4 separate regions of the Mus musculus genome follow, and regions 1, 3 and 4 are each linked to region 2. A link is a contact called in public HiChIP or PLAC-seq and promoter capture Hi-C data. All regions are on one chromosome and are shown on one strand. Each heading gives the region's core, a stretch centred on a gene start, on an enhancer-like site or on the middle of the called end of the contact. The rest is flanking DNA. Distances are from core to core; before and after follow the strand shown. Region 1 has its middle 43 kb from the start of Gm51502. Region 2 holds the start of Ebf3 (early B cell factor 3). Region 3 has its middle 13 kb from the start of Gm51502. Region 4 has its middle 33 kb from the start of Gm36737.

Region 1 (6,589 bases), core at 4,070-6,569, 1.3 Mb after region 2:
GCCACTTCTGCAGCTCTAGGAGGAACTCTCTGTAACCGGAGAAGCGCCACCTTAAACTGTCACCTATAAAAAAAAGGAGCCGTAAACAAGCAGGCTGCCGCTAAGCAGGTGCTGCTGGAGAAGCCGGCCCTTGACAATAATAAGATCTTAAAATGGCATCTGCCTTTATTTTACAGCATAATTGGAAAGACGGTTCAAAGTAATAAACCCAGCTGATATGTTTTATGAGTTGGTAGTTAGCAGTGTTTACTAGGGAAGAAGAGTTGGGGGAAGATACTGTCAACCCCCTGGATGCAATTTCCATACCAAGATGTCTAGAGAGCCAACTGCTATAAGGCACCAAGACCACTGTGTGGAAGCCCCAGCAGCCATAGCCTTATACCTATCTTGTTCTCTCTGTGTTGGCATCGCCAGGAAGCAGCCAGAGTGCCTTGAGAAGGCAGGAGAAGGAGGTTTTTGGGTTTTTTGTGGTTTTTTTTTTTTTTTTTGAAGAGATGAGAGCTCTCACAGACCACTCTCATAGCCATCTAGCTCAGAGTCTCTTGCATATCAGGCGTGGGTGCTTGCACAAATAGGGTACTGGGACATGCAGCCACTTTGCTGAAAAGTCCACCTGCAGGGGCCAGAACATCCTTTCTGGCAGGTATAACTCCTAGGAGGACGCCAGCCAGCATTAAGTTACTCACTGCCAACAAAAACAAGCAGTATTTTGGTCCTGGCTTTGGTCCAGTGAGCTCTTAGTTAGTGGTAACGACAGGAGACCTATACTTTGTTTCTGGCTCTAGGTACCTTTAGCTAAGACATGTCTCCCTGCTAGAGGTGACTCCTCTGTAGAAGATATTCAGCAGGAGGATCCAAAATTCTGTCTGGAGACTATCTTGAAGCATCCCTCCTAACATGCAAGGATGGAACACAGATTGAATGCTCTGATTTCTAAGATCACACAGCACAACTGCACTGGCATCTTGTGGTCACAGCCCTGTTTGGCCTCCACAACTTATCCTATATCTAAAACATTATCCTGGCCCCAGTTACTGGCTCCTTAGGCAGGGATTGCCCTTCAAGATGGCTCTCACTGTGGTGTTCTGCTTTGGCCTTGGTGAGACTTTGAGTCATGTCTATTCAGAATAACTCTTGTTGTTGTTTAATTATTTTTTTATTTTTATTTTTTACACCTCAAATTTTATTCCCCCGTCCACCCTCCAACTGTTCTGCATCCCATAACTCCTCCCCATTCCCTGTCTCCACGAGGATATCCCCACTTCCCACCCACCCCCATCCAACCAGACCTCTAAACTCTCTGGAGCCTCCAGTCTCTTGAGGGTTAGGTGCATCTTCTCTGACTGAACCCAGACCCGGCAACCCTCTGCTGTATATGTGTTGGAGGCCTCATGTCAACTGCTGTATGCTGCCTGGTTGGTGATTCAGTGTCTGAGAGATCTCGGGGATCCAGGTTGAGACTGCTGGTCCCCCTCCCTACAGGGTCACCCTTCTCCTCTGCTTCTCCCAGTTTTCCTCTAATTCAACCATAGGGGTCAGCAGCTTCTGTCCATTGGTTGGGTGCAAATATCTGCATCTGATTCTTTCAGCTGCTTGTTGGGTCTTTCAGAGGACAGTCATGATAGGTCTGTCTTTTGAGCTCTCCATAGCCTCAGTGTCAGGCCTTGGGACCTGCCCTTGAGCTGGATCCCACTTTGGGCCTGCCCCTGGACTCTCTTTTCCTCAGGCTCCTCTCCATTTTCATCCCTGCAGTTCTTTCAGACAGGGACAAATATGGCTCAGAGTTTGCAACCCTCACTTGATGCCCTGTCTTCCTAATGGAGGTGGATTCTATAAGTTCCCTCTCCGTACTGTCAGGCATTTCATCTTAGATCCCTCCCTTTGAGTCCTGAGAGCCTCTCATCTCCCAGGTTTCTGGTGTATTCTGGAGGGTCCCCCCAACCTCCTACTTCTCGAGGTTTCCTGTTTCCATTTTTTCCTGCTAGCCCTCATAGCTTCATCCTTTTCCCTCACCCAATACCAGATCAGGTTTCCCTCCCCCTGCTCCTGTCCTCTTTTCTCCCAAGTCCCTCCCTCCCTCCCTACTTGTGATTGCTTTCTTCTCCATCCCAAGTGGGACTGAGATGTCCTTCCTTGGGCCCTACAGCTTTTGACCTTTTTGAGTCCTGTGGACTGTATCAACCAGCAACACCACTCTTGGGAATATACCCAAAAGAAGTCCCACCATGCCACAGGGGCACATGTCCCACTATGTTCATAGTGGCCTTGTTTGTGATGGCCAGAAGCTGGGTACAACCCAGATGTCCCAAGACAGAAGAATGGATACAGAAAATGTGGTTCATTTACACAATGGAATACTACTCAGCTACTAATAATGAGGACATCCTGAGTTTTTCAGGCAAATGGATGGAACTAGAAAATATCATCCTGAGTGAGGTAACTCAGACCCAAAAGGACATGCATGGTATGTACTCACTAATAAGAGGATATTAGCCAAAAAAAAAAAATACAGAATACCCAAGATACAGAATGACCCTTAACATGTACACTGAGAACTGATTTAACCCCTCAGTCTCCACTGCCTGGATTCTATATTGGGTATGGTGCTACAGTATCAAGGCTTCCTGTAGTAATTGTCAGTGACAAAAGTATAGCTGAGGCAAGCACACTTCCGGGAATGTGACAGGTCCTCAGTGATGAGTATCTAACAAAACACTGGTCAGCAGAGCATCCTTGGGCTCCTGAATCTTCCCCAAGGGTCCCTGTCACAGACCCTTAATGGTACATCCAATAGTATGATACACATGGCCTCTGTTGCTCTCCTGGTTCAGCTGGGATGGAAGTGCTTCGATGGCTAAGGGGCCTCTGCAAAGAACCTAAGCTCTGAGGAACTTATTTTAGGAAGGTGAAGAGCAAAGAAGGATCCTTGGAGACTTGAGGTACCAATCTGAATCATACTTGGCTCTTTTTCCCCTGTTCAATCCTGCTGGCCTTTGGGACAGGCAGGGAATTGGGAAGCAGGAACTTGGGGCTCTTCGTTGGTTCTGTGTCTAAAACACAATTTGTCGGTAAAGGTTTCACAACTTGAACAAATGCAGATGACCAGAAATAAATATCTATCCATGCAGAGCACAGAGACAGAATGTGTGAGCTCCCTGGGGTGCTCCGCCCATTCCCACACAGGGTACTCAGACCCAACAGGCGGGTGCCTCTCTCAGTGAAGTACACGGGCACACTTAGGAGGAAACAGCTAGGAGTTATCAGGTTAGAAAAAAAGAAATCACATTTCAGGAAATAAGAGACATTTTTCCTGCGCTCTCAGTGTCAGTGGCTTGTGTACTGGAGTACCCTGGATATTGCAAGTGTTCAGAATTCAATTCTGCTCCTATCAGTCACAGATGTGTTGGCAGAACCATCGTTAGCCAAGCTCATCTTCAAAATACTCTGGGTTGGAGTTAGTCTTTGCTCCCACATGGGAAATTTCCACTCTCGTCTAAGGTTGTCAGTGGCTCGTGGGTCCATTCTCACGCCACGGTGTTTCAATTAACTCCAGCCTGAAGTGAGGCAGCATCTTCTTCTTGATAATTTCTAGCATCCTGATAAAACCTCCAAGCTGCTCATGCCTGCAAGAACTTTCTCAAGTGATGGAAATGTCCTTTTGTGGAGTCGCTTGATTGGAAGCTACACTCTGTCTGGTGAGCACAGGAGGTGGGGTTTGTTATTTCCGTTGATTTTAGCGTATACAGCCACATGCCACTGACGGCTACAGAACTGGATGTAAGGATGCTTAGCAAAGCCATCGCAATCCACATTAGGGATGTCAAACTCGTGGAATGGTGGCTATAAATGAGGCAACCACTCCTTCTAAGTAGCTACCATATTGGTGACTTTCTATAACAGGGAACTTATTCTCTCATACGTAGCTCAAGAATTCCGGGATGTAGCTCACCTGATACAGTGCTTGCCCAGAACTTCATAAACCAGGCATAGTGGTGCATAACTGTAATCCTAGTACTCAAGAGGTGGAGACAGGGGGATTAGAAGCTCAAGGCCATCTTCAAACACATAGTTTGAGGCCAGCCTGGGCTACAAAATACCCTCTCTAACTAATTCATTAGTCAATGAATTATTTTTTTTAAAGAATTGGCAACTGGTAAGCAAGGGAAAGAAAAATGTCTTTAATTTAGCATCCTTTGTCCATCACCTTAAGAAATAGAATTTACCTTGAACATTCTCAGCAGGCTCAACTGCATCCAAGCCTTTAGGCATCCTAAACCAAAATGGCTTAGAGTCATCCTTAAATGGAAATAAAAACATACAATGAAGCTCCGTACTAAATTAAATGCATGAAGACTGGTTTTGTGATTTTTAAAAGATCGGGGGAAATTAAATGTGAATTTTTGCATATAAAACAGTCCAACATTTGCAACTCCACAAAAACATTTTTAAATGAATTCATGGTTCCCAGTGGTGCCCAGCACCCCAAGGGTTTGGGTCCAATTTTTGCCCACTCAAAAATCCCATAATAGCTGCTTTGGAGGAATAAATGAATGGGGAGGTAGTGTGAGACATACCAGCACTGGTTTTTCCTCTTGGCCTCTCCCAGCTGGAAGTATTCTGGTGAAAAAAAAAATGGAAGCAAAACAATTCATTCCTTCTGCCCTCTACCTAGACAAGCTGCTCCTTCACCTTTCCTCACAAATAGAGCTTAAGGAAGCTGGATGAAGAGGGACCTGTGATCCATGAGCCCAATGGCTAGCAGAGAATATGAGTGGGCTTTGATGGGATTATGCCAGAAGAACTGGTCGGTTACCTTCTGTCTTCACACTCCTCAATTCTCTTACGTTCTCTTAAGAACAGAGCCTGTGGTAGGGAAGACCAGCTGCAGGTGGCTCCATACAGTCTCACCCCTTGCTGGGAAAGGCCAGTTCCAAGCACACAGCTGACCAAGAGGAAGGCAGCCTTGGGGAGTTCAGGTCCCTGCCCAGTTACTGCTGCAGTCTCGAGCACAACATTGAAACAGAAAAGGCGGGAGAGAGACGCAACCAGAGCAGTAACACATAACACACAAGTTCTGCCTCGCACCAAACTTTAATCTTTTCCCCCAGGCATCTACTCAAGCAGCATTATATTATTTAATTTTTTTTACTATTAATATTCTGCCCTCGATGTGCTGCAAAGCAACTTCATGCAAAGGGAGAATGGACTTAGCAGGAGGACTCATTTGTCTTCGGCACCTGGACTGTTGTAAATTAGAGTGCACCCGGTGTGGGGAGCAGGGCTATTTTAATCATTCCAATGTGCCCAGTGCGGGAGATGAACTCAAAAGTGAATATTAAAAGTAGTTGTGGAATTCAGTCGTTTCACGAGTGAGCACGAAATAGCCAAAGGCAAAACCGGAAGGCAGCTTCACTTCCAATCAGTGTTCCCATTTTATTGAAACCAGATTGGAATTCCTGGAAGGAAGCCTACAGATCACATCTTTAATGCTCATTTTCATACACTCCAGTAAAACTGTCAGGGTGAATCAGTTGTTGAAGAAGGCTTCCTGTATAATTTACAGACGTGCCTCCCTGCAGCCCATTATTTAGAGCTGAAACTGAAATCTGTTTTTGATCAAGCTCCGAGACTTCCTCTCACCTGCCCAGGTTTGCTGGACTCTAATTTGGCGATTAATGCTGGCCTTTCACACCACACTGCACCCTCAACACCAAGGACATTCATCCCCACACATGTAGCCGTGGGCTGGAAGGTGCCTGGGACCCGCTGGGATGCTAGAGTGAGTGGGAAGACAGGGCTTAGCATCCACCACATACAGGAACACCCGGGAGAATTATACCAATCACGGAGGGCTTCGGCAGGAAGCTGACTATGTGTGGCCAGAGCCCTCTGAAGTCCTGTTTCTTCAGCCCACTGCTGTGTCAACAAGTGAGTACAGTGGGGACAGAACACAGGGCAGAGGTCTTCAGCCCTCTGTACTCTAGAGTAGAGTTACTTGGGAACAGTCAAAGCAAGCTTCAATTTATACTAGAAAGCCCCATCTTCCAAGAAGGATGAGCTGACCAAACAGCCCTGGTGAGATATAAAGGAAGTGAGCAACAGCCCCATGGGAGTTGCCAATGTCTTCTTCCTTTTCTCCTCAGACTGTGCTGGTCTAAGAGACCTCTTTGGAGAGATAGGGTTGGCAGGCAACAGGCCAAAAAGGAAGACATCTGGGATGTTTGCTAGTACCTGGTTAATTATGTGGGGTGGAGACTGTGTGACAGGAGACCCAGCCACTCCCAGCCAGGCTCCTGGCCTCCATCCTTCTCATTCAAGTATCTAGACAAGTTAGAGAACTCAGATGAAGGATTTGGGATTTTAAACACACAGGTTACCTTTATTATTCTAAGCTCTTTCTTTATGGGATGGGAAAGCCAAACAGAAATGAAAATTATATGGTGGAAAAGAGCCCTGGGCATTTTTTCTCCAGAAATATCATAGCAGAACAGGAAACTAGGCCTTGCTAGTATCCTAATTCCAGTTCCAAGACAACACAGCCACTCAGCCTCATGCTCTTCATGTGCATCAGTGTACTGGGGTGATGGCC
Region 2 (6,163 bases), core at 2,054-4,553:
GCAGGTCCTGGGAGCTTGGACCGTCCTCCAGATTTTAGGTGATGCCCACAAACAGAGGCTGAAGAGTTGACTCTCATGAGGGACCCAGAGTCGGGCTCCAGGAGCGGTGAGCGCTGTCTCTTTAAGGTCACTGCCTGCTCCGGCACGACATAGGGAGGACAGCTGGGCACTGGCCATCTGACTGACTCCGGCTTGACATCTGGGAGCCCACTGGTGTGTGGCACGCGAAGCGCTTGATGCTGCTATTTAAATGCAAATGTGAGGGGGCTCATTGAAGCCTCTCCCCGTAAATCCGCACAAAAGGAATACTTCCCACCCTCCAAGGAGGCGGCGGCGGCGGTAGCTCTAGGGCCACCCGTGCAAATCGCGTTGGGCGCGGGGCCCGGAGTGATCGCCGCCGCAGTCGCGGACCGCAGGGCCCACCGTAAAGGTCGAGTCCTTCCCAACCAGGTCCCTGGACGCCCATCTGACCTTTAGGAGAGGTCTGGGAGAATGGTTAGGTCACTGACCAGAGCGCGTCCGCGCAACTTCCAAAGTACCAGCCAGCTCTTGCGTACTCCCCTTTTGGATTCTGGCTGCCTGATTGTCCAAGGAACTGAGAGGGGTGGAGCAGGCTCCTGAGGGAGGTGCTCCCAGACTCTTGGAAGGCTCTAGGGATTTTGATCCGCAGCCCCTCCCCCACCCTCTGGCCTAGGTGCTCTGTCCCTCGCTGCCTATCAAATCGAAAATCTGAGGGTGGCATGGGGTGGGGGCTGCCCACCCAGGCTCCTCTGCAGCAGGCTAGGGTGGAGACCCTTCCTGGACGGCTAGACCTTGTGCTCACAGCTCAGAGCCAGCCGTAGAGTGACAAAAAAGATAAAGTTGGTGAATGATAAAGACCGTATTTTCCACGCTTTGGGTGCGCGACCAGATGATGTAGAAAATGAGCTGAAATGGATTCAGCCCCCGAGCCTGTTGTGAGACAGCTGATTCCCCCATTTCGGGCCAGATGGCTGCCGAACACAGATTTGCATTCATTTTCGCTTAATATCGTCCAAAATAGCGGGGCAGCTGCATTTGTTGTCAAAAAGGTTTAAAACCCCCTTTCTTTCTGGGGCAGGATCGTTACCTTATGTGATGGGCTTATGGAACTTTTTCTCCCCCTCTTTAGTCAACAGTATCAGATTTAGAAGGATTTGCTTTTAAACCTTCTAATTTGGTAATCAGATTTAAATCGCCTTGGCGCGTGTAATCTGAATTAAAGATACTGTAAATGATTTTAAGCATGACACTTGCCTTAGCGCAAGGACGGGCACCTCCAGCCCAGGCTGGACATTTTAGGAAGTGTGCTACAAAGCGAGCATTGTACCCCTTTCCCAACTTCATCTCTGCCTAAAAAGGCATTTAGCATATTCTGTCATTGACGCTGGCCCTGTCGCTCACCCAGTGTGAGCTCCCAAGCTTTGGAACACACAGAGACAAAGCATCTCTCAACCTCACCCTCCACCCATGGCCAACTTTATTCTGTGTTGTCTTTCCAGGAGCAAAGTGTTACCTCTTGCATGGGGGGTCTGATGTAAGTGGAAAATGCTGGGCTTATTAGGAATACAGAAATTTTCTTTTAATTTATCGTGAGGAGTTTCCATACACTTTGATTTAAGGTTATTAACATTCTATAGACAGTGGCATTTTTAATATGTGGCGATCGCTTCTAAAGACTAATCTCATTACCCTCAAATAGTCATAAAATATGATTTTATTATACTTACGTATTTAATTAGACGGCCGGCCCCGTAATGGATTTTGAGATGGGACTGGCGCAACAGCTTTGATAATTCACTTATCTTTGGCAATAGTCATTAACCCCCAACACCAGCAAAATAGATTGCTTTCCAGCACATCTTTTCTCTCACCCCTTCCAAGTAGCGTGTGGGGGGTCCCCAGATAACGTAAATCGGACTTCGATTTTCCCGATTAATTAAAATATTAACGCACACACACCACCAATTCACAAAAAAAGGAAGAGCTACCCCAGGCCCGGCGGGAAGAGGCTGCCCTGCGACACTTGCGCCCAGAAACCTTTTCTTTTTCTTCTTCTTTTAAAACCAGAAGGGCCTTATTTCTCGTGGCAGGAAAGAGCCTGGGACATCTCCAGGTCGTCCCTTGGGCCTCTGTCGCGCGTCGCACAGATCTCCTTTGGGTGGGCCGAGCGCCTGGGAACCGAATCCGGGCCTCCCGAGCTGGGCCTCCGAGCCCACGCGCTGCCGGCTCCCAGCTGCCCTCCCGGTTCCTCGAAACCAGGTCGGGAAGCCGCAGGGCGCGCGCTCACCCAGGCTGGGAGGCGCAGAGGGCAGGGTCCCTGGCGCCCGCAGTGTCTGCTCTGCTTTTCAGGCGGTTGGAGGTGGGGAGATCTGGCCACCGCACGGACCATGTAACAGGCTGGACACCAGCTCCGGGTCGCCGGAGAGGCTGAGCGCTCTTTCCGTCGGCCCAGAGAGGGCCCAGCCTTCTTTGTCACTGCCGCACCCAAGAACAGGCCAGGGACCCGAAACTCCTGTGGCCACCGGAGGGAGAGGGGGCATCTGGAGGAACCTGTCTCCGACGTGGACCCCGGCCCTGTATTCAGCAGGCTTTGCCGGGGTAGAAAGCATGGGACACCCAGCGGGGCTCAGATGTGGGCACACTGGCCCTTCAGCAGCCTTAGGTCTGCCTAGAAATCAGACTGAGCTGCGCCTCTTGCCCTGGTGGCGGCAGGGAGTGTGGATCCCTAGAAGGGGCATTAGGTACCCTCTTCTCCCAGCCCCTTGTTGTCCCTCCCTCTCCTGGAATCTCCTCCCGCGCGCCTTTCCAGCCTCTTCCTGCTGTTCTCTTTGGGACACCCCAGAGCCAGTGCTGCCCTGGTATTTATTGCATGCGTGTGGGCGACTTGGGGCGCTCCTCCTCCGACCCACGGTGTTTTGACTGTGTGGCAGGTCTTGTGGGCAGGTATAACGGGCCAAGCAGCACTTATGCACTGGCTGCGCTCGCTTCTTTGCGAGATTTATTTGAGCGGGTGGTAACTTCCTCGGCCGCGGCTGGGCTTGTGGAGCCGTGGCGCGTGGCCGGGGGCGGTGGTGGCGCTCGGTGGCGCTCGGAGGCGGCGGGGCTCGCTGGGCTCGCGGGGCTCGGGCCGGCTCGCGGCGCCGTCAGGCAGTCAGTCGGCGAGCGCGGCGGCGGCGGCGGCGAGGGGCGCGGCGAGGGGCGGCCGCTCCCATATATGGCGCAGGCGCCGCCCCCCGACGTCACCCTCTGACAGCGCCGCTCCCGGGGGCTTCGAGTTTTGGCTCCCGGGAAAGGGTCCATTCCTCGGGGAGAGAGGGCTGAGTTTTGTGCGCCTCCGTCCGCTGCGCGCGCCGCTCCAGGCCCCGCCGCGCCCCGCCTGCGCCCGGGACTGCGCCGCGGCACTCACTGCCCCGTTTATTTGTCTTTGGAGCAGGCGGGCCGCGCCAGAAGCGGGCGATCCCGCAGTGTCCTGCAGCCGCGGACGCCGCCTGGCTAGGATGACACCACGTTGAGCGCGCCTGCAAACAACAACAACAACAAGCGCCGCCGCGGCCACCGCGTCCACCGCGCCCTGCTCCTCCGAAGCGTCGCGTCGCCACCGGTGCAGCCCGCCCGCGTCCCCGGCCGTCCGCAGCGCCCGGCCGCCGGTGTATGCGGCGCCTGCCCGGGACGGGCTGAAGCCGGCGGCGGGCCGCACCGCAGGCGCCGAGCAGGGCCAGGGCGGCCAGGGCAGCCTCCTGCCGCCGAGCCCCGAGCGCCGCCGACCGCGGACGCGCTTTCGGCCGGGAGTCGCGGCCGCCGCCAGCAGTGTTCATGTTTGGGATTCAGGAGAATATTCCGCGCGGGGGGACGACCATGAAGGAGGAGCCGCTGGGCAGCGGCATGAACCCGGTGCGCTCGTGGATGCACACGGCAGGCGTGGTGGACGCCAACACGGCCGCCCAGAGGTACGTACCGGCCGCCCCCGCGCGCCTTGGCCCCGGCCCGGCCCGGCCCCCTCCTCCGGCCAGCGCCGCGCTGCTCACCGGGCCGCTGTCCCTTTCCTCCTGCAGCGGCGTGGGGCTGGCGCGGGCGCACTTCGAGAAGCAGCCTCCTTCCAACCTCCGGAAATCCAATTTCTTCCACTTCGTGCTGGCGCTCTACGACAGGCAGGGGCAGCCGGTGGAGATCGAAAGGACCGCTTTTGTGGACTTTGTGGAGAAAGAGAAAGTAAGTGTACACCGGCGATCGCACCCTCCCTCTCCAGGAGTAGGGGGCAGTTGGTGCCCGCGCATGGGGTCCGAGTGCCCCCCTCGGTGGCGGGAGCGCTCCGCCGGGCGACCCCGCCGCCACGTGCGGTCGCACAGGCCCCGCCAAGGGCCGAACAACTTCTCTGTGCCCTCGGACTCACTGGGGGCGAGGGGGAACGCTGGGCTTGCGGCAGGAAAAGTGACATCACCGCGTAGCTGCGAGCCAGGAATCCTGCCTGCAGCGTGTGAGGCCGAGGGGCCTCGGTCCTGGAGGGGGACCGAGCGCGGTGACCGCGCCAGACGCGGCCACGCTAAATGCAATTATTTATCGTTGCTTTCAGGAGCCGAACAACGAGAAAACCAACAACGGCATTCACTACAAGCTGCAGCTACTGTACAGCAATGGTGAGTACCACTGCTTGCTGACTGCCCTTTCGCCCTGAGCGCTGGCTCTCCCTTCCCTCGATGGTTTCAGGACATAAAGATTTTGAGATTAAAATGACATGGGTGTAAACACGAAATCTTCTCATGGCATAGAAGGAAAACAAAACATAAACGATCGATAAGTCGATGGCACTTCACATGATTAACCGGTGGGGCTTGAAGTAGAAAGTAAAAGGAGGATCGATAAGGGCGCCTGCAGAACAGCACTTTTAAGGGACTTTTTTCAGTTTTGCAAATTAATGTTAATTATTGGGATGAGGGTAGCTGCATAAGCCGAGCATAACTTACTGCCTGTGCACGGTTTAGAAAGGAAAGGACCTTCGAGAGTAGAAAGGAGTTTGGACTCTGTTTCTATAGGTGCACTCTCTTTTTGAAAAATAAATGACCATATGGGCCCAGAGCTGCACTCTTGGCCTGCTCACTGCTAGGCAGACTTCTTACACCTTCATATGGGAACCGCAAGAGTCCCAAGACTTTTAATTAAGAAAAGAAAACAGTGAGAAGCGACTGGGGTTTTCTGTTTCCCTCCCAATATTGTAGGGATTGCCTTAAAGTGGTCCCAGGCACTGGCTCGCCCAGGCCCGGGCGTCCCTCCTGAGGTTCAGGCTAAAAGCTTGTTGAGAGTTTGTCTGCTTTTTTCCCCTCACAGGCGTCAGAACAGAGCAAGATCTGTATGTCCGCCTCATAGATTCAATGACCAAACAGGTGAGAAAGTTTCTGCCTCTCTACTCGTTGTGTTTTCCTTTCTGCTGAGCTGAGGTTGTCCTGGGGCTGAGAGAGCAGACTGACAAATGGATCTCCTGTATTTGTTTTTCATTTCGCTTCCTTGACATGCTAATGAGAATTCCATATTTATTGGAATAAATGGACCGGTTGCTACAAATAGTTTATGCCGTCATTAAAACAGGACATATATGCTTTATTAAATGACTTGCGATTGGAATCAAACTCTGTCTTAATTAATTACGGTAATTAATATTTGACAGAAAAATTCCAAGATCCCCCCCTTGTTTATTTTTAAACGTTTCTTTCTCTGCTTGAAAACCATTTCATGGGGTTTCTGACCCCTCCCCTCAACAAAGACAACTGACTGTCCCAAAGCTCATCGAGTTAGGCTGGCTTAGTTAGTTCCCCTCCTCCTTTCTAGTGCCATGGTCTGGTAACACGAGCCATGTATTTGGATTTAAAAGTTAAATGTGCTGGGGTGAGAAGTCACCTTGTTCCCCTCTAGTCCGTCTTCACCTCTCAGCCCCCCATCTCCATAATTCAAAGTCTGAGCTCCAGGGGTCACTCAAACCCATCCACTGCTCTGCTCTCTCTCTCACCCTCTGTCATACCTTGTAAATAACATAATTACAAGCAGTTCCTTATTAAATTATTTAACCTGTCTTGGTCAACTTTTCGGATGATAACTATTGGCTATCAGTAATGTGATTAACTGCAGAAAGATGCCTCATTGCTTTTTGAGG
Region 3 (6,731 bases), core at 2,986-5,485, 1.3 Mb after region 2:
AAGAAATGCCATTTCCTCTTTCAGGGTTGTGTCATGACTTGAACATTATTAAACATGCAAGACACACGTCCCTAGGCAGAGCAAGGAGGCTCCCATCCCTAATGAAAGACCTCCTTACCAACCTAGGCCTAGTGCCTCACTGGGGACGCTGGATGTGTCAGCACAAGTAATAAGACCTACAAGGATTCATGAGTTTGAATCCAAAACTTGTGGGTGACTGGCATCAGCAGAGCCCAAGGGGCTATCCTTAAGAAGGGACCCAAGGTTTTCCTGGTTGACTCACCACACTTAGGAGTTTCCTTCCATCAGAGATGGGACCTTTCTCTAGTGTCTTCTCATACTTCATCCACTGAGCCTGGCAGGAATTTTCCAGCCCTCAAATCCCACTATGTTTCTTTGTCGAGAACAGGGTCAGATACTGAATGTGGCCTTTGGCTAGTTGAGCTATTATCTCATAACCATAGTTAGAGCAGGAATCAGAGGCACTGTGGCCATCAGAACTAACCCCAAACCAGGCCCAGCAAGGTCTAGTCACCCGGTGAGCAGTTCTCCAAGGATCTAATAGAAATGTCAACTTTTTACAGTATCAGTTTCTGAATGATTAAATGCTATAATGTCAGGCCCCTAATTGTGGTTTGCCTTCAGAGAAGTGTAATACAGAAAACCGATGAAGTTTGAGCAAGACTCCCCAACTCAGTGACCATTCTTCCCAGGTAAAACACAGAGTCTTCCTCCCTCAAGTAAGCTCTGATCATCAGAAACAACTATCTTTCATCACTGTACTTCTATCTGACACTAGCTTGAAGTATTGGTACATTTTCTGTTGTTATAATGGAATATCTGAGCTTGGGCGACTTTGAAAAGGAAAGAGATTTGTGTGACTCACAGTTCTACAGGATTAAGGACATCACTTATACCAGTAGCATCTCAGTTCAGGTTAAGTTCTTCTCTCACACTGGATGACATCCCAGTTGTGAGAATTCATGAAAGAGCATGGGTTACACAGCCAAATAGGAAAACATACTGGCTGGAAGCTCATGGTCTCTTCCCAGGACACACCCCAACCAACCATTTTGCTGGTTAGTTTAAAATGTCAACTTTTATAACCTAGAGTCATTTGGAAATAGAATCTCAATTGAGGAATTATGTAGATCATGATGACCTATAAGTATGTCTATGGGGTGGTGGGGGACAGGGCGAGGGAGGCTCCTGTTATCTTCATTGTTAATTGACTCGGCTTTGTTTGGGCACTACCATTCCCTTAGCAGAGGGCCCTCAGCTTTATAAGAATGAAGAAAGCTGAGCATGAACAAGCAGGTAGCATGGAGATATTTATTTCTCTCAACTCTTGGTGTTGAAAACAGTATGAATGACTGTTTGAGTGCCTGCCTTGACTTTCCCTCTGTGGTAGACTGTAACTTGAATTATAAGTCAAATAAACCCCCCCTTTTTTTTGTCTAAGTTGCTTGCTATTGGGGGAGGGAGCATTTTATTACAGCAAAAGAAATGAGATTAGAACAGCCTCCCATTGGAACTGGGATCTTGAAGATTCCAAATCTTACCTACTCAAGTGAGGGAAGAAACCCCAGCACATGAGCCCTGGGGAGTACCCACAGTGTAAATTTGAAGTCCAAACCCTTGTGGCACAACTCTCCAACACTAAAGGAGCCTCACCCTAGAAGATGACATTTTTCTATATTTATCTCTGTTCTCCAAAAAGCAAACTCAGTATTTGATTCACCAACTCCAACAGAGAAAGAATGTGCAACTAAAAGTTGGGAATTTGCCATTTTTTTTTAACTTTTCCGAGTGTCATTGAACATAAACCTTGCTGGCTAGGATCTGATTGGTTGGTTTTTTATTTCAGCCCAGAGTGATTTTTTAAATGACTAATTTATAAAGTCTTTGAAAATAAGAGTTTCTAATGGAAGTGCTGAGACAACCGCAACTCTGGTGTTGCAAATGGCACCACTGTCATTAAGGGGTGTGTTGTTGTTTGTTTTATGCTAATCTGCCTTCAATGTGACAGACTGTCACCTGCATGGGGGGTACCGTTCTGCTCGATATTAGCCCATATGGCGGGAGCTAAATTGTATCGGAGCTATGGGCTAATTACCGATGAGTTAATAAAGCCAGGCAGAGTGAGCCTGGCCATCTCCACCCGTCCTTGGAGGGTCCCTCCCTCCCTCCCTAAAGTGAGCTAGTCTGGCTTGAGCTTCAGAGTTCTTCCCTGGTTGAGGATCTAAGAAAAAACCCACAGTTCCATTTCAAACACACCTTCTTATTTTCTCAAATTCCCATAATTTTGATGTTGGGTTACATTGTAGACCTCAGACAATGATTTTTTTTTTTGAGTTGTTGGGATCTCAGACTACAGGGAGTCACATGGCTGAGGACAGGTATATAAGCAACCTAAGGTTCTCAGGTTTTGATTTTGAGAAGGAAAAATGACTGTGTTTCACCTGTGAAAACTCTAGGGACATTCTCTCAGCACTGGAGTTTGAGGCCATCCATTATTGTTTAGAAACTTCGAGAATATACTAGCTGTGTTATATGTCCTTCAGGATTCTGATCAAATAAATACTTATTTAATTTAGGTAAAATTCACTGTGTGGTTCAAAAACATCTCCATTGAAATACATTTAGATTTTTCTGTCACGCTGTTCTGCCTATGCTGGCAGCACCATGACTTCCGATGTGAGACTGGTAGGACTTCACAGGGACTGTCCTGCATCCATAGCCCTTTCTTCAGCCCTGCCTCTACCACCAGCAAGAAGGGCAGGCAGCATTTGCTTGCAGCCAGGAGGGTAAGCCCTGCGGGCCTGTCCTCGGAGACCACATTGACGCCGCTCTGTTAATCAATTGGCACGAGGAACATGGGACACATTTGGCTCTTCTTTCCCACATCTCGCCCAGACTGCTCACGATATGCCAGCCTGGGGAGTCTGATTTCTTGGGTGACACCCTCAGCTTCTCCCTACGTGGTCTTTAGTTGTCTCAATTAACTGGGACAGTGGCTCACAAAACATGACAATCTGCCACTTTCCTAATATTTGCAAATACACATTTTACATGGCTGGCAAAGTTCAGAGGAAGGGATATGAAGCTATTGGGCCTCTCTGGACACCTCTAGTGAAGTTTTTGAGTGCTAACAAATTCTAATCTCTTGGGAGCTTTTGTTGTTGTTCGCTTGTTTGTTTATTTGGGGTTTGGGGAGGTTTTGTTTTGTTCTGTTGTGATGGGGTCTCTCAACATAGTTCTGGCTGTCCTGGAACTCGGATGTAGACCAGTTTGGGGTACTGTGATTAGAGATGTGTGCCACCACAGCCTGATCCTGGTAATTTTTTTAAAAATAAAAAACACAGTTATTTTCATTCCTTATGTTATCTGTTAGGCCACTACCATCTAAAATCCAAAATCTAAAGACGTGAGAAATATAATAAAATAATAGAGAAGTCAGTCAGATTCAAATTTGAGGAAGTGATGGGTCTAGCCCTTGTCACTTCTGGGCAGATGATGTCATAGAGAAGTCCACCTGAGTGGCAACTCAAGAAAGCTGCTTTCCTGGTGCTTCCTGTTCAACTTGCAGTCAGATGGGCCAGTTGCTGTTTGCATAAGCCCTTGGGAGGGGCCTTATCAGTCTTGCAAATTTTGGAAGGTTCTAGAGCCTTGTTTTGTTTACTTCCTGAGTATTGGGAGTCCCACTTCAGGATAGAACATTCCAATCTGATGGAAATAGCTAAGGAACAGAAGGTGATCCCAGTAGAACCTTCCTATGAATTTCGTGAAGCTTAGGTTGGGGTATCATACTAAGCTAAGAACACAACAAGGAGCAGAAAGCAAAGGAATATGTGTATATAATTACAAATCTGGGGTATCAGACAGCAGCCACTAGTTGAGACTCCCTGTTATCTAAGTTAGGACTGGAGCTGAGAGAAAAGGGAAAGGGCTTTTAGCCTCTGGGCCAGTTCAGAGAATTGGGGTTTTTCTTCACTTAAAAGTCTTTCTGCTCTAAAGGGGGTGTCTATAGACATACAGCCTCCCTTCTGTCCAGCATGTGGGATCGTTCTCCGTTGTTCATTCGGAATATTTGAGATTAGATTTTTTTTTAAAGAAACGTCGTTCATTCAGCTCATAGTTCCAGAGCTCAATGTGGGGTGTGGTCCGGCTGCATAGCTTCTGCAGAGAGCCTCAACTGCTCAGGTCACAGCACAAAGGTACAGAAGAAGTAGGTGGGCATAGTTGTTTGAATAAGAATTATCCTATTGCTTCTCCTATTTGAATGCTTACTCATCAGGGAGTGGTTTGAGGATTGGGAGGTGTGGCCTTGTTGGAGGGAGCATTTCACTGGGGTGGACTTTGAGGTTTCAAAAAAATCCCACAGTAGGCCCAGGGTCTTCTTTCTCTCTGCCTGCAGATCAGGATGTAATTCTCAGTGGCTGCCCTAGTGCCATGATTGACAACTTGTTCGTGCCATGCCTTTGCCAGGATGATAATGGACTAAACATCTGAGCCTGTAAGCAAGCCCCTAGTTAAATGCTTTCTTTACCTTGGTCAGAGTGTCTTTCCACATCGATAGTACAGTGGGCCCGTGTGAAAAACGAGGAGGAAGCAGAGGAGCTCAGCTTCTTTAGAACAGTAAGCTCTTTGGAGGGCAAACTCGTTGCTGTTAGAATGGATCTGGGTTCTTGGATGACATTTATCCTTCTTCAAGGCCTCACTACACAGTACAACTCCATGAAGGATGTCATTCTAAAATGAGTTTCAGACCACAGCCAAGTCATATCTTTAGAGGCCAGTAGGGATATATGTAATCAAGGGTTGACAATGAAGCTTCAGTTGTTACACGGCCATAGAGCTAGATACTCCATTTCAAAAGCAGTCCTGTTTCTGCATCTGGAGCTGGGGCTAAATCCCCATGGGCCAAACAATTGGGAAGGGAAGGTGGTCACAAATAAAAGAAGGCCTGGCGTTCTCAAACTTCGGAAGCTGATCTAGAACTCTTGGGATGAAGTGAAGTCCAGTGCTTTATAACCATATCATGTCTTCCAGTTTTGACTTAAAGACTTCATCTTCAATGAGTACATCCACCAAGTCTCTAGTTAGCATGGGATCCATGAATCAGAGATGCTGAAAGAAAACAATGGGTCAGAGTAGACAGGAACCCTCATCCCCTCAGAAACGATGCTGGAAGTGTTTCAGATGCCTTTCTTCCCAAGATCAGCACAGACTATGTGGCCCACACACTTGAAGGGCACTTGGAGTTCAACTCTGTGAAGTAAGAAATATTCTTATCCCTTTCTTTATCTATGAAAAGAAAAGCTAAAGGGTCCATCTTTAGTAGGATTCCACTCTAAAGGGTCTGCATTTGATAAGAGGCAGCTGGACAGGTCTTCTTTCCAGCTTCTAGGGAGTGTCATGGATGCAACTGTCCTTTCAGACCAATCCTGCCAAGCTAAGGGCCCAGTCCTCATCAAGAGAACACCCCTCCTCTTGGCCCATAACTGACATCCATGGTCCTGAAGTTACCTCCACTCTGCATGCTTGACTGTAGCTGCCCCATCTTCAGTTTGTGGTTAGTTTTGGTCTTTTGAGACAAAATCTCGTTGTAGCTCAGTCTGACCTTGAACTCGTGAGCTATGTAACCAAGGGTGACCTTGAAATCCTGATCATCCTATATTCACTTCTCAAGTGCTGGGATCACGTGGGTATGACACCATGCTCAGCTTCCATCTTGTGCCAAGTGAGAGGTATCCAAGTGATTATCTCCATAGCATGCCAGGCACGCAGCCAGCATTCTGTACCCTCCTTCAGATGCTTGCTCACAAAGACCAGCCCCTTCCACTGGTTACTTTTAGGTTGTTGCTGTGCCCTCCCCCCTCTGCTGTTTAAAACCATCAGAAGCCTGGACCATTTAACAGCACACTGTGTCTGTTATACAAAATATCGATTGCCTCTTTCGAGACCATTTTCTCACACAGCCTCCTGCAGTGGGTTGAAAATGGAGCTCTACTCTTAACATGCACCTTTTTTTTTTCCTCAAGTTCAACCACCACAATGCAACAGTGAGACAAGACTCACAGGATGTTCTTATTTCTATTTTATTTCTTGCTGGTGAGGCTGCTGAGAAGGACCATATGCTTGTGCGTGGCTTTGCTTCGACTTTTCCTGTGGTGCGCTTAGGGAGTGGGCTACAGGTACAACCCTGCCTATTAACCAACAGGCTAGGGCATGGGCGAGCCATCTTAGCTTTTACCTAATACCAAGTCACTGTCTGCAGCCCAGAGCCAGCCATGGACATGGGACCAATGTATAGTTCTAGTCTCACGAAATATCCTGAGCTGAGGAGACTGAGAATTTCCCAGAAGGCTCATCAGAGACAGCATATTGATTTATATTTATAATTTTAAAAGTAGAAAGGAGGGTAAGCAATGATAGGGAGGCACCAGGTGCATTATGGTGATAGTGTGTGTGTGTGGGGGGGGGGTAGGGCTAGGAGATGAATGCTGGATCTGATCTTTGCTGAATATTTGAAAGTTTACACATTCTTAGACACTTTGAATCAGAAAGTTTGCTGAATACCTCAAAGCCAGACCTGAAGTTGACCATTGTCTCCGGAAGCTAGGAGTCCTGGAGCCACAGCCAGATAGATCTGTGTGCCTACCATGAATGCATCTAAACGGGATTTCTTGGTCATGTTGGCTAATTTAATTTTACCATGAACTGTTATC
Region 4 (6,379 bases), core at 2,397-4,896, 1.1 Mb after region 2:
GAGAGCTGATATGCTCCAATGAGGAGGCAATGGACAGACTATACTCGAATGCTCGGTACCCATGAGCATTGTGGAAGAAAAGAAAAGTCCAGGGTTCTCCAAGACCTCGTCATCTGGTGCTGAAGGAAGAAGCCTGGGATAGGTGCTGAAGGCCAGATCAAGGAAGCTCAAGGGCATGAGCAGTAGCCAACAGTCTTGGCCCCTCAGGGAGGCTTGGGCTGGGTGGCAGGAGATGTAGAAGCTATGAGAGCCTCTGGGGATGCATGGCAGGGAATGACCACACCAGCTTCCTCTTAGAAACCGTAGAGCCTGCCAGATGCACACATCTGAGACTAGCATTTGCGACAGAGTGGGGCTCAGTCCAACCTGAGCTACTGAGTGGCACCTGGTCTCAAACAAATAAGCAAGCAAGCCATCAAACAAAAGCTAGAAACAATACAGTATGAAACAAAACAATAACACAACAAAAACAGAGACTAGTAATGTTAGTGCCCTGGCTGCCTCAGCTAAGGTTGAGAGGTGTTGGCAAGATGGTAACAAGAAACTGGCTGAAGATGGTAGCTGAGACTCAAACTTGACCCTGGCAGCGGTAACTACCCTGTGGACCTTTGAAGGAAACTTCTGGAAACCTCACTTCTAGAAGACACGCACGCTACTCCTTGGATTCTGAGTACAGTGTTTTGTCCTTTTCTGAGATAAAGCAGGGATTGCTTCTCCCAAGTCCTTCCTGTCAGAAGCCAGGGAAGGCAGGATTACTTCCCTGTGCAGCATTACAGTCCCTGTTGGCCTGTGCAGCATTACTGGGCCTGTCTGGAGGTTCCATAGCAGATAGGTGCTCAGTTCCCACAGTACACTTGGCTATCTGCCACCCACCCTCAGCCTGGGATGCCACTGACCCAGCCAAGGGCATTATGGTCACATGGGCCTCTAGAAGGAGATACTACAAGGCTCTTCCTAGCCATAAATTTCACAGAATGATATAGTTCCTAAACTAGCCTTGGCTCAGCCACTGCCTACCAAATAAGGTCACTATGCCTAGGTCACTTACCCCATCCTGCAACACCCTTCCTTTCTGGTTTCCCCCGCGTCTGAGTCCCATGGAGTTTTGTATTGTTGAAGCTGAGCTACTGGCTGGTCTCTTAAACATACTCCCACCCCATGCTTTGGTCCTAACTGCCCAGATCATCACTCATCCTACAAAGCTTGGGCTGAAGCCATCCCTGAGCCTGAGTGCCTAGCACTAGCAGTAGGACCAATATTCACATTGCACCAATGGCTAGATGGAAACTATACATCAGCAGGTGTTCAGGATAGACTGTCCCCAAGTGGCCAGATGTTCAACATTATGGAGAGAAATGGGAGTAACCCCAGAAGAGAGTTCACAGTATCCAGGACCACTGGGTAGCTGGGAAGAAACAACTCCAGACTGAGGGAGCCCTGTGATGAGAAGCCTACAGAACCTAGAAGATGATCAGGTGGCCAGTTTAGTGAGTGGCCCTGAGAACTCCATCTGCCCATAAATGAATGCCAGTGGGGTTGCTGCTGCCTCCTGCCTGCTGACACTGATTGCGCCCAAGGCAAGGGATAGCCACTGAGTACGAGTGGCCAGCAGCCTAGGTCTATTGAGCCCTTGAAATGGGAGATACTGTATCTGGGTATGATCAGATTCAAACCCTGCAGAATCTTTTCCTAGCCCTGGCGACGGCGTGGTTACAGCTCTTGTTTTAGGACTAGGAAAACATAAGAAGCACTTCCCTAGGTCAAAAGGGTTTCCTCTTGGTTGGTTTGTTTGTTTGTTATTGGGTTTTGGTTTTGGTTTAGTATGACCTCACACATACTAGACAAGCCTCTACTACCGAGCTTTCCTGCTACTGCAAACATGAAACCAAGGGCCATGTTCTAAGCTCCAAATATTCCTTCTGGAGACATTTCTGAATTTCCTGTTTCTGAAAAGAAAGAAAAGTATCCAACAACCAGGGAATGAAGGTTCTCGTGAGCAAAGCATTCAGGTGCCAGCTGATCCAGGAGGTGGTGACCTCCTGGATGACCTCACACATACTAGACAAGCCTCTACTACCGAGCTCTGTGTCTCTCCTCAGGATTCGGCAGAACCTGATGACTGTCCCTATAAGCCTAAGTCCGGTTCTCCTGTGAAACAGAAAGACCACAACCCAGGCCCCACTGGCAGCAGCAGCACTCTCAGACATCCCCTTGGCAAGCCTTAGGCACTACTGTATTGGAGGCAGCAGGAACCTATGTGTGCAAGGTAGCATGCCTACTGTGGATGGGACATATGCTTCCGAGTATGAGGAAGGAGTGCCCGCTGTGGATATGAGGAATAGCCCTTTACTGTGTGCAAGGCACTGAGCCTGCTGGAAGGCATGCACATTCACTGGGAATGACTAATAAGCACTCACTGTGTGTGAGGCACAGTGCCTACTGTGTGCAGGGAAGCATGTCTCCTGTGAATGAAGCTCTAGGCCCAGGATCAGGGCATAAAATGCATGGTAAATGGCTGCAGTTGGCATTCAGAGATCTCTCATCACCTCCTGGATCAGCTGGCACCTGCTGCTTAGAACATGGCCCTTGGTTTCATGTTTGCAGTAGCAGGAAAGCCCGAGAACAGCATAGGGCAATGGGAAGTCTCTCTGCAGTCTTGCCACAGCATGGTGAGCAGAGCAAAGCAGAGAAAGGGCTTCTCAGCCTGCCCCTGCTAGACTTGAGTTCTCAATCCCTTGTCCTAAATTAACAGGTTTCAAAGAGATGGCCTCTATGCTGTTTCTTCCCTAATGACCATTCTTTCTTTCTTCTCCCTTTCCTCTTTGGGATATCCTGGACTGTAGGCAGCAAGGTCCCCCTCAAGGTCCTCCAGAGTGACTTCTATTGGTCTTGTATTCGGAGTATGGGAGGAGCCCTGTAGGTGAGGCCAAGTGGGCAGGAGGAAGGCTATGCAGAGCAATGACTCCAAAGGCATCTCTGTTGGCAATTTCCACCAAGTTCATGGTTCCAGTCAGAGGGAAGCAATAAGACCTTCGGCTTTGTTTTCAGTATGTGCCCAGGAGAATTAGGAAGCAAAGGCAGGGGTGGAGCCACAGCTGGAAGGGAAGGGCAAAAGTCATTCAGGCATTTGGGAAAGTGTCACTTTAAAATATGAGGGGACCCCCTCAGGCTTCCAGGCAGGGCCAGCCCCCTGCTGATGTGGAAAGGGGCTGCTGGAAAAGAAAACCCACAAGTAGCGGGAATAAGACTCCGCCAGCCCAAAGAGCCTCATTTGTTTTGTTTTAAGAAAGGGAAGAAAGAGAACTGCTACTCTAAGGCTCCCGCACCCCTGCACACACCAACACACAGGAAGATCATGCATTTGTTGGTGTATGTGAACACACACAGAATTCACCTTCATGCTTAGACATGACACTGGCCCTGTTGCCCTAGAAATATGGAACCAGCAAGTGTGTGATTCTGAGTCTCAGTCAAAAACTGGCTCCCGCTAGGGTCGAATGATCAAATTTCATAAGCTGACTTGGACCAAAGTCATGTGTGTGGCTCTTATAGCCCAAAATTGTTCTTTTTTTCCCCCTCTAATATCTACCAAACAGAACAATGAGGGCCTTTGAAATTCCCCAGAGACCTACTATTAAAACCACAATTTACAACTGCACCATACCATCTAATGTGTTAACCAGGTGTTCGGTGTTATTGTTTGAAACTCTACCTTGGTTTAAATCAAATGAAGAAAAGCCAAAAGTCCAATTAAAACCCACATTGCCTCTTTATCGAGGGGAGGTGAAAGACATTCATTACAGAGTTAATGGCAGAAGTCTCATAAAATGCTAGGCCATCCCTTTTTCTTCCAAGTTCTGAGTTCTTGCTTTAGAGTCTCACAGCTCGCTGGCATTTCCTGTTCTTAACGGGGAATTTGGGGAGGGGGGCACTAAAATAAACCTAAGAATTTCTGGCTTAATTGTTGTAGCATGTAGGACACTCTGGCAGAATTTGACAATTGAATGTTGTCACGGGGTATTAAGATCCTGCAGTGGGCCCATTTAGGCGATTATTTCATAGGCTGTCCCTTTAATACCTTCCAGGCTCTGCCTGCATCCTCCCTGCCAACATGTGTCCATTGTATTTAATACATCAATGACAACAAATTTATGTTGCTAAGCTCAGAGAGAGAGAGAGAGAGAGAGAGAGAGAGAGAGAGAGAGAGAGAGAGAGAGAGAGAGAGATGGGGGGGTGGAGAAGCAAATCCCACCAAAAGCCTCCCTGGATGGCCCTTGCAGACACTGACCAAGCAACGTGGAATTCTGCTGTCTTCACGAGGAGGTAATGACTTCCAGACTTAAAGTGCCTGTCTTTGTCTTTGGTCATTTTTCACATTCCAGCTTGATCCCAAACTGCCATGTTCCTTTGTGCCTGTGATTTTCTACTTAGATGTCATGGCCACCTCCCCTCCTGTCATTGCATCTTCTCTGAGCCTTGATTCTGACTTTTCCTGCTGTTCCCCACACATGCTCCTCGCTCATTGGCAGCCATGCCTGCATCGCCTGGAAGTGTCTCGCCCAGTTCCCGTCGACTCTTCTTTTTATAAAGGACTGAGAACAGACAACAGGATTTTTTTTTCCTGGCCTCCTGGCTGCTGTACTGAAATAAATAAGATAATCTGATAAATCAGATCCATTTTTCTCTTTTCATAGACTTTGTGAAGCTGGGGGGGGGGGGGAGTCAGTTACACCACATCTGTTCCCTTTTACGCCTTATTTAAGAAAATAACTCTTGCCAGATTTTTACCCACCCATAATAATTACACCATTTTTACAGATGTGGTTTTTAACAGCTTCATTCTGGCCCTGAAACTTTTATACAATTTGCAATGAATTTGCTTCTTGGCTTGCACTTTGTTATTAGCTGGCAATAAAGAGAGGGAGGTCAAGGCGTCTGTTGCCAGAACTGCACCTTTGATGGGTGTTTCCCTAAGCCAAACTCCGAGAGCAGAAGTGGCCACTGCCGTCCCCTCCACTCTGTCAGCCTGAGAAGATGCACTCCAGAGCTGTCACTTGAGCGCTGCTCTTGGCGGCTCTCTCCCCTCATTGCCTTACTTTATCTCTTTCACTCCCTTTCTGAGCCCTAGCCCAGAGTCGGACTGTTCAGAGTCTTTGGATGCTGCCCAAGAAACAGGGATTGCCTTTTCATGATACCCAGTCTGAAGTTGAAGGCCCAAGTGAATGCTTCCCAGCGCTCGTGGCCTGACATTGACTTTAAGAGGACAAGTAGGCCATATGAATAGTGTTGGTTTGTGCCCTCACACTATGTACCAAGTGAGTCACATACAAAACCAACTAAGGATTGAGTTCAAACAAACAAACAAACAAACAAACAAACAAAATGCACACTGCAGGGGGATTCTGAGAGCAGTTTGGGAATGCTTCACAATGCTGGGATGTTAGCTGGAGTCCATACCCAAGAAAGATAGCAGACAGAGTATCACGACACAAGACAAGGAGCTTGTCAAACCATTGAGTTGTTCCATGGTCTGGTAAAACTTGGATGGTGAATATGATTGTCCCGATGACAGAAAGGTCCATGGCAGAACAGAAATGCTCAGCCTTTAAGTATCACAGGCTGGCCATATTGGTGCTTAGTCCATTCTCTTGTCTTCCCTGAGTACTGTATATTCTGAGAGATTCCAGCCAGAAGAAGTTGCAGAGCATCTGCAGCCACACAAGCAGAGGTAGAAAAGCTCAGAGTGCCTGCCAAGTGTGTGTGATGGGCCCCAGCTTCCTGAGAGCCACTGAAAGACAAGGTCCAGTACAAGCAAGCAAGACCAATAGACCATGGGCAGGAAAAGCGACACAGACACATGGCACCTGGACCAGCACAAGTCCCCTCTCCCCAGTCACAGGACGGTGAAGCCTGGACAGCTGACTATCGTCCCCAAGGATCCTCGATGGCCACAAAGTGGCCTGGTTTTCCCATTTCCACTGGATTACATTCATGTTTTCTTCTCTCTGTCTTGCACTGTATCAGCACAAGTATGAAAATTATTTGTTTTCTTGTGCGTGCTTGTGTGTATGCGATTCCTGCTAAAACAGAACAAAAGCAAGCAAACAAAGCTCACTGTAGAACCAGACTGTCCTGAGCTGGGGAAGATGGAGAGGAAGTGGTTTGTTGCCCCAGAGATGGGATGGGGGCAGAAGTTAACTTAACTCCCTTTCACGCAGACATATTTTTTGATCTATTGATCTTGGTCCTTTGTAAACACCCTTGGATGTGCTCTCTGTTAGGTAATAAGGGCTTTCTAAGACGCAGACAGGTTTTCTGTCTAACGTCTGCACATAGAAGACATGCAGAACTTTGCATGGAATTAATGGTTTTCAAACAG

What was found. Promoter capture Hi-C pulls out the DNA fragments that hold promoters and counts their contacts. HiChIP or PLAC-seq counts read pairs in DNA pulled down with a chosen protein or histone mark.
Region 1: a contact with region 2 is called in a promoter capture Hi-C map of second pharyngeal arch cranial neural crest. The contact joins the enhancer-like site here to the promoter of Ebf3 in region 2. A contact is called at or near these places in 6 of 39 promoter capture datasets (the 3T3-L1 cell line, cranial neural crest, frontonasal cranial neural crest and 3 more), 1 of 15 datasets of contacts at CTCF or cohesin (large pre-B cells), 4 of 484 Hi-C or Micro-C datasets (B cells, the HL-1 cell line, cerebellum and 1 more) and 5 of 115 datasets of contacts at active chromatin or transcription factors (craniofacial prominence, embryonic hindbrain, embryonic limb bud and 2 more).
Region 3: a promoter capture Hi-C map of embryonic stem cells shows a contact between it and region 2, with 5 times the contacts expected there. The contact joins the enhancer-like site here to the promoter of Ebf3 in region 2. A contact is called at or near these places in 11 of 39 promoter capture datasets (the 3T3-L1 cell line, cranial neural crest, embryonic stem cells and 6 more), 3 of 484 Hi-C or Micro-C datasets (cerebral cortex, neural progenitor cells and stem cell-derived neural progenitor cells), 9 of 115 datasets of contacts at active chromatin or transcription factors (differentiating embryonic stem cells, embryonic forebrain, embryonic hindbrain and 4 more) and 1 of 9 other capture datasets (embryonic stem cells).
Region 4: a contact with region 2 is called in an H3K4me3 HiChIP or PLAC-seq map of embryonic limb bud, with 12 times the contacts expected there. The contact joins the enhancer-like site here to the promoter of Ebf3 in region 2. A contact is called at or near these places in 7 of 39 promoter capture datasets (cranial neural crest, frontonasal cranial neural crest, hippocampal neurons and 3 more), 5 of 484 Hi-C or Micro-C datasets (nephron progenitors, olfactory sensory neurons and uterus), 9 of 115 datasets of contacts at active chromatin or transcription factors (craniofacial prominence, embryonic brain, embryonic forebrain and 6 more) and 1 of 9 other capture datasets (embryonic stem cells).

Annotation. Positions count from the first base shown.
Region 1 is chr7:136,001,396-136,007,984 of GRCm38.p6, reverse strand. No RefSeq gene overlaps it. Among named protein-coding and RNA genes, the nearest start is that of Gm51502, 43 kb to the left of the region's middle. Within about 2 kb of position 5,319, at least 12 of the 459 cell types and tissues checked have an H3K27ac peak or open chromatin away from gene starts, as enhancers often do. A contact at or near this core is called in craniofacial prominence, embryonic limb bud and second pharyngeal arch cranial neural crest, where this site is marked.
Region 2 is chr7:137,311,585-137,317,747 of GRCm38.p6, reverse strand. Ebf3 (early B cell factor 3) reads left to right here and starts at 3,303. Exons shown (of 16, transcript NM_001113414.1): 1 at 3,303-3,968; 2 at 4,074-4,230; 3 at 4,592-4,655; 4 at 5,344-5,399. The coding sequence starts at 3,835.
Region 3 is chr7:136,031,270-136,038,000 of GRCm38.p6, reverse strand. No RefSeq gene overlaps it. Among named protein-coding and RNA genes, the nearest start is that of Gm51502, 13 kb to the left of the region's middle. Within about 2 kb of position 4,235, at least 6 of the 459 cell types and tissues checked have an H3K27ac peak or open chromatin away from gene starts, as enhancers often do. A contact at or near this core is called in embryonic stem cells, where this site is marked.
Region 4 is chr7:136,211,423-136,217,801 of GRCm38.p6, reverse strand. No RefSeq gene overlaps it. Among named protein-coding and RNA genes, the nearest start is that of Gm36737, 33 kb to the right of the region's middle. Within about 2 kb of position 3,646, at least 20 of the 459 cell types and tissues checked have an H3K27ac peak or open chromatin away from gene starts, as enhancers often do. A contact at or near this core is called in embryonic limb bud and nephron progenitors, where this site is marked.